2 separate regions of the Ovis aries genome follow, and region 1 is linked to region 2. The links are chromatin contacts, called in public Hi-C maps. All regions are on one chromosome and are shown on one strand. Each heading gives the region's core, a stretch centred on a gene start, on an enhancer-like site or on the middle of the called end of the contact. The rest is flanking DNA. Distances are from core to core; before and after follow the strand shown.

The links. Hi-C and Micro-C count contacts between places; a contact is called where the count stands out from the background.
Region 1: a Hi-C map of muscle shows a contact between it and region 2, with 7 times the contacts expected there. The contact joins the promoter of OVCA2 here to the promoter of WDR81 in region 2. A contact is called at or near these places in 5 of 16 Hi-C or Micro-C datasets (hypothalamus, liver, muscle and 2 more).

What each region holds. Positions count from the first base shown.
Region 1 is chr11:22,953,412-22,956,356 of ARS-UI_Ramb_v3.0, forward strand. OVCA2 (OVCA2 serine hydrolase domain containing) reads left to right here and starts at 1,652. Exons shown (of 2, transcript XM_027975141.2): 1 at 1,652-1,865; 2 at 2,221-2,945. The coding sequence starts at 1,679. The coding sequence ends at 2,720. DPH1 (diphthamide biosynthesis 1) reads left to right here. Exons shown (of 13, transcript XM_042255496.1): 9 at 1-67; 10 at 749-917; 11 at 1,102-1,242; 12 at 1,399-1,506; 13 at 2,221-2,316. The coding sequence ends at 1,488.
Region 2 is chr11:22,709,854-22,712,674 of ARS-UI_Ramb_v3.0, forward strand. It overlaps WDR81 (WD repeat domain 81), which reads left to right and starts at 1,373. Exons shown (of 10, transcript XM_027975144.3): 1 at 1,373-2,821. The coding sequence starts at 1,644. It overlaps LOC121820574 (a long non-coding RNA gene), which reads right to left and starts at 1,904. Exons shown (of 2, transcript XR_006061133.2): 1 at 1,682-1,904; 2 at 1-877.

The DNA of each region.
Region 1 (2,945 bases), core at 402-2,901, 240 kb after region 2:
CCTTCGTGAGGCTGCTGCTCTCTGAGATCTTCCCCAGCAAGCTCAGCCTCCTTCCTGAGGTGGATGTGTACGTTTCCCCACCTTAATCTATCTAGCGATGATTGGCTAAGGAAGCGTAGAATCTGGGTTCTGCCCATTACCTATTGCAGGCTGGAGTCAGTGCTTCCGTGACCATGAAATTTTAATGTTTAGAGGGCACTCATCTCGCAGGGGCTACTTTTGGCTGTGGGTCAACCCAACTTTGTCTGGCTTGGGGGCTCACAGGCAATGGCTACATCATAGTTGTTCTGTGTGAGATGAGTTTGAGGGGTGGTTGGCAACTGCTTTGGACCAGGCGTTAAATTTTATCCTGGGGTCTGATGGCAAACATGCTGCCCAAGCCCTCTCTTCAGAAAGTTCATAGTCAGGGACTTCCTGGCCGTCCAGTGGTTGAGACTTCACTTTCCAGTGCTGGGGGGGCTGCAGGTTTCAATTCCCTCGTGGGGGAGCTAAGATCCCACATAAGATATGCAATATTGTAACAAATTCAATAAAAACCTTAAAAAAGCTCACAGTGGGGGAAACAAGAGAACAATGCTATTCTAAACAGCAGTGGGTTAGAGTCTTTACTTTCGAATTAATAGTAAGCTCCATTGAGTGTGTTGGGGACACAGTCATGTTCTTCAGCATGCTGCCAGGAACAGGAAGGCTACCCAACCCCACTCCCACCCCCTGCCCCTTGGATCTGACCTGATTTCCCTTCTTATAGGTGGGTGCAGGTGGCATGTCCACGCCTGTCCATCGACTGGGGTACAGCCTTCCCCAAGCCGCTGCTCACGCCCTATGAGGTAACACTAGGTTCTGAAAATCCCTGGGGGAGAACGGACTTTACCCTTAGTTCTGTCCTGGAAGGAGTCCTCAGTGGAGCAGCACTTAAGGTACAGCGGAGGCACTTCCTAGCTGTGTGGCCTTGCGCAAGTCCCTTCCTGCTCTCTGAGCCTCACATTTCCTTTCTATGCTATGGGTATAATAGGACCTTCGTAGGTCATTGTGAGGACCGAATTAAATAATCCTGCGTAGAAAAATGTTGGCAAATGTTACTGCCCAGATTTTCTCCCCCAGGCGGCGGTGGCCTTGAGGGACATTTCCTGGCAGCAGCCCTACCCTATGGACTTCTACGCCAGCAGCTCCTTAGGGCCGTGGACGGTGAACCACGGGCGGGATCGGCTGCTCCAGGTCCCAGGCCGGCCGGGCCTAGGGAAGGTAGGAAGAGACTCCAAGGAAGACCGAGGTGTCTGGGCGCGGCCGCCCAGGCGGCGCGAGCCGAGGCCGCCCCCCTGCGGCCGCTAAGGGAAATGCACGACAGCAGGGTGGGGAACGTCGCAGAAGCGGGACCGTGACCAAAGTCTGCCACCCCAGGTTCAGGGGGGGCCCGCGCGCCCCTCTCCAGCCGCGGCTTGCGAGGCTTGCAGCTGCAGAGGCGAGGAGGTGTCGGCGATCGCTCCCTGAGACGCTCCTGGTTCCCAGGTATCCGCCCTACCTCTGGATCTGCAGCACCCGCTTCCGTGTTGTCATGGCAACGTCCGCTTGCTCTGTGGCCCGCCTCCAGGGTGGTGGCTGTATTGGGTCCCCCACTTCGCGTTCAACTTCCGCTCGGGGAAAGGCTGCTTCCGGTTCCTCTGGCGCGCAGGCGCCATGCATGATGGCTGCGCAGCCGCTTCTGCGGATTTTGTGTCTGGCGGGTTTTCGGCAGAGCGAGCGGGGCTTCCGTGAGAAGACCGGAGCGCTGCGGAAGGCGCTGCGGGGCCGCGCAGAGCTCGTTTGCCTCAGCGGCCCGCACCCGGTCGTGGACGTAGCGGGGTCGGAGGGCGCCAGGCCAGACTCTGGTGAGAGGAGCCCTGCCCGGAAATGCGCCCAGAGTCTTCTGTCTTGCCTAGTCCGCGTAACACCTGCCTGCACACAGCCACCCTGTCCCTCCCCACATTCCTGTCATCCTCCCACTTCATTCTGCCCATACACGCCATCTCTGCCAACCTAGCCCCTTGCTCAAATTCCTGCCTGGCTCTCCCAGGCTTCTACCCATCTCCTCTTCAGGTCAGTCTGTTCCGCCTCATTTTCCCCAGACTTTCTACTCTGCTTCAACCACCTGTTTCCCTCATTCCCAAACCCTCCCTCACTCCCTTTCTTTCCCCCTGGATTTCCCCTTGCCTTAACTCTGTACTCTCCCCTTCATCGCTGTAGGACCCTGCCCTCTGGAGGAGCAGCCTCGAGGTTGGTGGTTTTCCGAACAGGAAGCAGACGTTTTCTTGGCCCTGGAAGAACCCACGGCGTGCAGAGGTCTGGAGGAAGCTCTGGGAACGGTGGCACAGGCACTGAACAAGCTGGGGCCTTTCGATGGGATCCTTGGTTTCAGCCAGGGGGCCGCGCTAGCAGCTCTTGTGTGTGCCCTTGGCCAAGGCGGTGATCCCCGCTTCCCTTTGCCCCGGTTTGTCATACTTGTATCTGGTTTCTGCCCGCGGGGCCTTGGCCTCATGGAACCCATCATGCAGGGCCCCTTGTCACTGCCTTCCCTCCATGTTTTTGGGGACACTGACGGCGTCATCCCCTCTCAGGAGAGTATGCAGCTATGTAGCCGATTCGATGGAGCCGTCACCCTTACCCACTCTGGTGGCCACTTCATTCCAGCAGCCGCACCCCAGCGCCAGGCCTACCTCAAGTTCTTGGACCAGTTTGCAAACTGAAAGCTCTGTAAAGGCCTTTGCCTTTGCATCCCCTTTCCACTCCACCACCACCCGCCACCCACCCGCGCCCCGAACCATGACCTTGATGCAACCTTTGTAATCCCTGCGTTTATTTTTCTACCTAGAAATCTCCCCTGCTATTTAGGGCACCTCACCATCTCCAATTAAGAGACAAATATCAGTACTTAAGACTCAAATCATATAAGCCTAGCTCTGCACTCCAAG
Region 2 (2,821 bases), core at 123-2,622:
TAGTACTTGGCCAAGGAGTACAAAGAACATTGGTTTTAGAATGAGCCAGGCCTAGATTTGAATCCTGGTTCTACCACTTCCTAGTTATGGGACCTAAGCAAATTACTTAGCTTCCTCATCCTAAAACGGATCTAAAACTATCCTCTTAAAAAGGGTTGTGGTGAGAATTTAAAGTATGCAAACTGCTTAGCAAGATGCCTGGCTCCTGATCAGTGCTCTGTAAGTGGTGGCTGTTAAGTTATTATCGCTCAAGGTCATGTGACCAAGCACATCAGCGGTTCTAGCTGCCTTTTTCAAGAAGGATACAGATGAAATCAAATTATGGCTGAGCCATCCCTGTTCCTCTCTAATTAGGACTTTATTTTTTTTCTTAAGTGCCTTTATGGAGCTCCCACACCTCCACACCAGACTCCTACATGAGGCAAACTCTCCTTCTAGGAGTGGGACTGGAAAAATAGATACTGATGTCTCGCTGAAGACAATGGCCTGTCAATCCCACAAATGAGTCAGAATCCAGACGTCTTGAAGGAGTCCTGTAATTCTGGCGCCAGCTCGCTGGTTTCTGCTCCCTGCCATGTTGCACCTTCCCCCCAGCCACCGTGGCATCTGCAAGGCTCTGACAACAGCAGGCAGGCTCTGTCACACAGCAGAGACAGATCTTCAACAGGAAGTCTTGGGGGAACATTTCCATCCTGGCTTTTCAGCCTTCAACTTCTCTCCCCAAGATTGCCCAGAATTTTTATTATTTAAAAAAAAAAAAAAAAAGCCTTTAAAGAGCTGTCAGTGGGGAGGACTCCAGAGCAGATCTGTGCCCCAGTTTGGTGAGTTTCCATGCTGCCATTTGGACAAGCCTCTTCAGAGGTTCTTGGTTTTTTACCTGTAAAATATGAACAATAATAACCGCCCTTCCTAAATCACTGAGTGTTGCCAGGGCCAAATGGAATGTTACCGCTGAAACTTTGGAAAATTAAAAGCTCTTTCTTTTGGAAGGCAGCTTGGAGGCGGTGAAGGGACTTAATGTGAAAAGTCCCAGCTCTGCTTCAGGTTTCTTATCGGTAAAACCAGAGCGAGGTGGTTGTGGCGGCGGCGGCGGCGGGGGTGATCACCTGAGGCTGCCCTCTCTAAGGGAAACCCTCCATAGGTCTGCGTCCCAGCGCTTGAAGGAAGAAGTAAGGAGGGAAAGGGAAGTCTCGTGGGCCGCTCATAGCCCCCACCCCTGCCCGATTCAGCCCGGGAGGAAGCGAAGCTGCCACCAGGCCTAGCAGGGTGCGGGGAAGGAGAGGCCGGCGGGCGGTGGCGCGGCCTAGAGGAGGCGGGGTTCCCGGGTTCAGTCGAGCCACGTGCGGTTGTTTCCGTACCGGGCGATCACGTGAGCAGCGTCAGCTGACCCGTCACGGTGGAGCCTGGCGGTGGAGCCTGGCGTTGGCGCCCCTCAGCCCCCGCCCGGCCGTGCCTGGAGCGCAGGACCCTGCGGAGGGGTAAGAGCTCCCCCGCGGCCCCCCTCTATCCCCGGCCCATCCCCGCCTCCTCCGCCCCAGCCCCAGTCCCTCGCCTACCCCTACCCATCTGGCATCCGGGAAGCCGAGGCGAGGGGGGCTGTGGCAGGGCTCAGCCCCGCGCTGCCCCCAGGCGGCCAAGAGGGGATGGCCCTGGGGAGCAGGGGGCGGGAAGTCGCGCTTACCGCCAAGGCGGAGGGCTGGTCACCGCCCCCGAGCCCCGACATGGAGGAGCTGCTCCGGAGCGTGGAGAAGGACCTGAGCATCGATGCCCGGCAGCTGGCTCCGGCCCCGGGGGGTGCACACGTGGTAGCTCTGGTGCCCGCGCGCTGGCTGGCCAGCCTCCGCGAGCGCAGGCTGCCCCCGGGACCCTGTCCGCGCGCCGAAGGCCTGAGCGAAGCGGAAGTCAGGACTCTCTTGCAACGCTCCGTGCAGAGGCTGCCTGCCGGCTGGACTAGAGTCGAGGTGCACGGGCTGCGGAAACGAAGGCTCTCCTACCCGCTGGGCGGCCTGGCTTTTGAGGAGGGATCCGGCACCCCGGAGACCCTCACTCGCTTCATGCAGGATGTGGCTGCCCAGAATTATCGCAACCTGTGGCGCCACGCGTATCACACTTACGGGCAGCCCTACAGTCATAGCCCTGCCCCCGCAGCTGTCCCTGCCCTGGATTCAGTGCGACAGGCTCTGCAGAGGGTCTATGGTTGCCCTTTCCTGCCACTGGGCGAAGCTGCGCAGTGCCCCTCATATGCCAGAGAAGGCCCCTGTGCCCCTCGGGGCTGCCCTGCCTCTCCCAGTCTTCTGAGAGCGGAGGCTCTGTTGGAGTCCCCGGAGATGCTCTACGTGGTGCACCCGTATGTGCAGTTCTCCCTGCACGATGTGGTCACCTTCAGCCCCGCCAAGCTGACCAACAGCCAAGCCAAGGTGCTCTTCATTCTCTTCCGTGTGCTGAGGGCCATGGATGCCTGTCACCAGCAGGGACTGGCCTGCGGGGCCCTGTCTTTGCACCACATTGCCGTGGATGAGAAACTTTGCAGCGAGCTCCGCCTGGACCTGAGTGCTTATGAGAGGCCCGAGGAGGCGGGGGATGAGGAGACCCAGGAAGCAAGAAATAGGGCAGGTGTCGAGCCTGGCGAGGAGGGAAGACGGGGACCTGGGTGTCCCACATGCCAGGAGGAGCTCAGGGGCCTTGTGTTAGACTGGGTCCACGGCCGCATCAGCAACTTCCACTACCTCATGCAACTGAATCGGTTGGCGGGTCGGCGGCAGGGGGACCCCAACTACCATCCGGTGCTGCCCTGGGTGGTCGACTTCACCGTGCCTCGTGG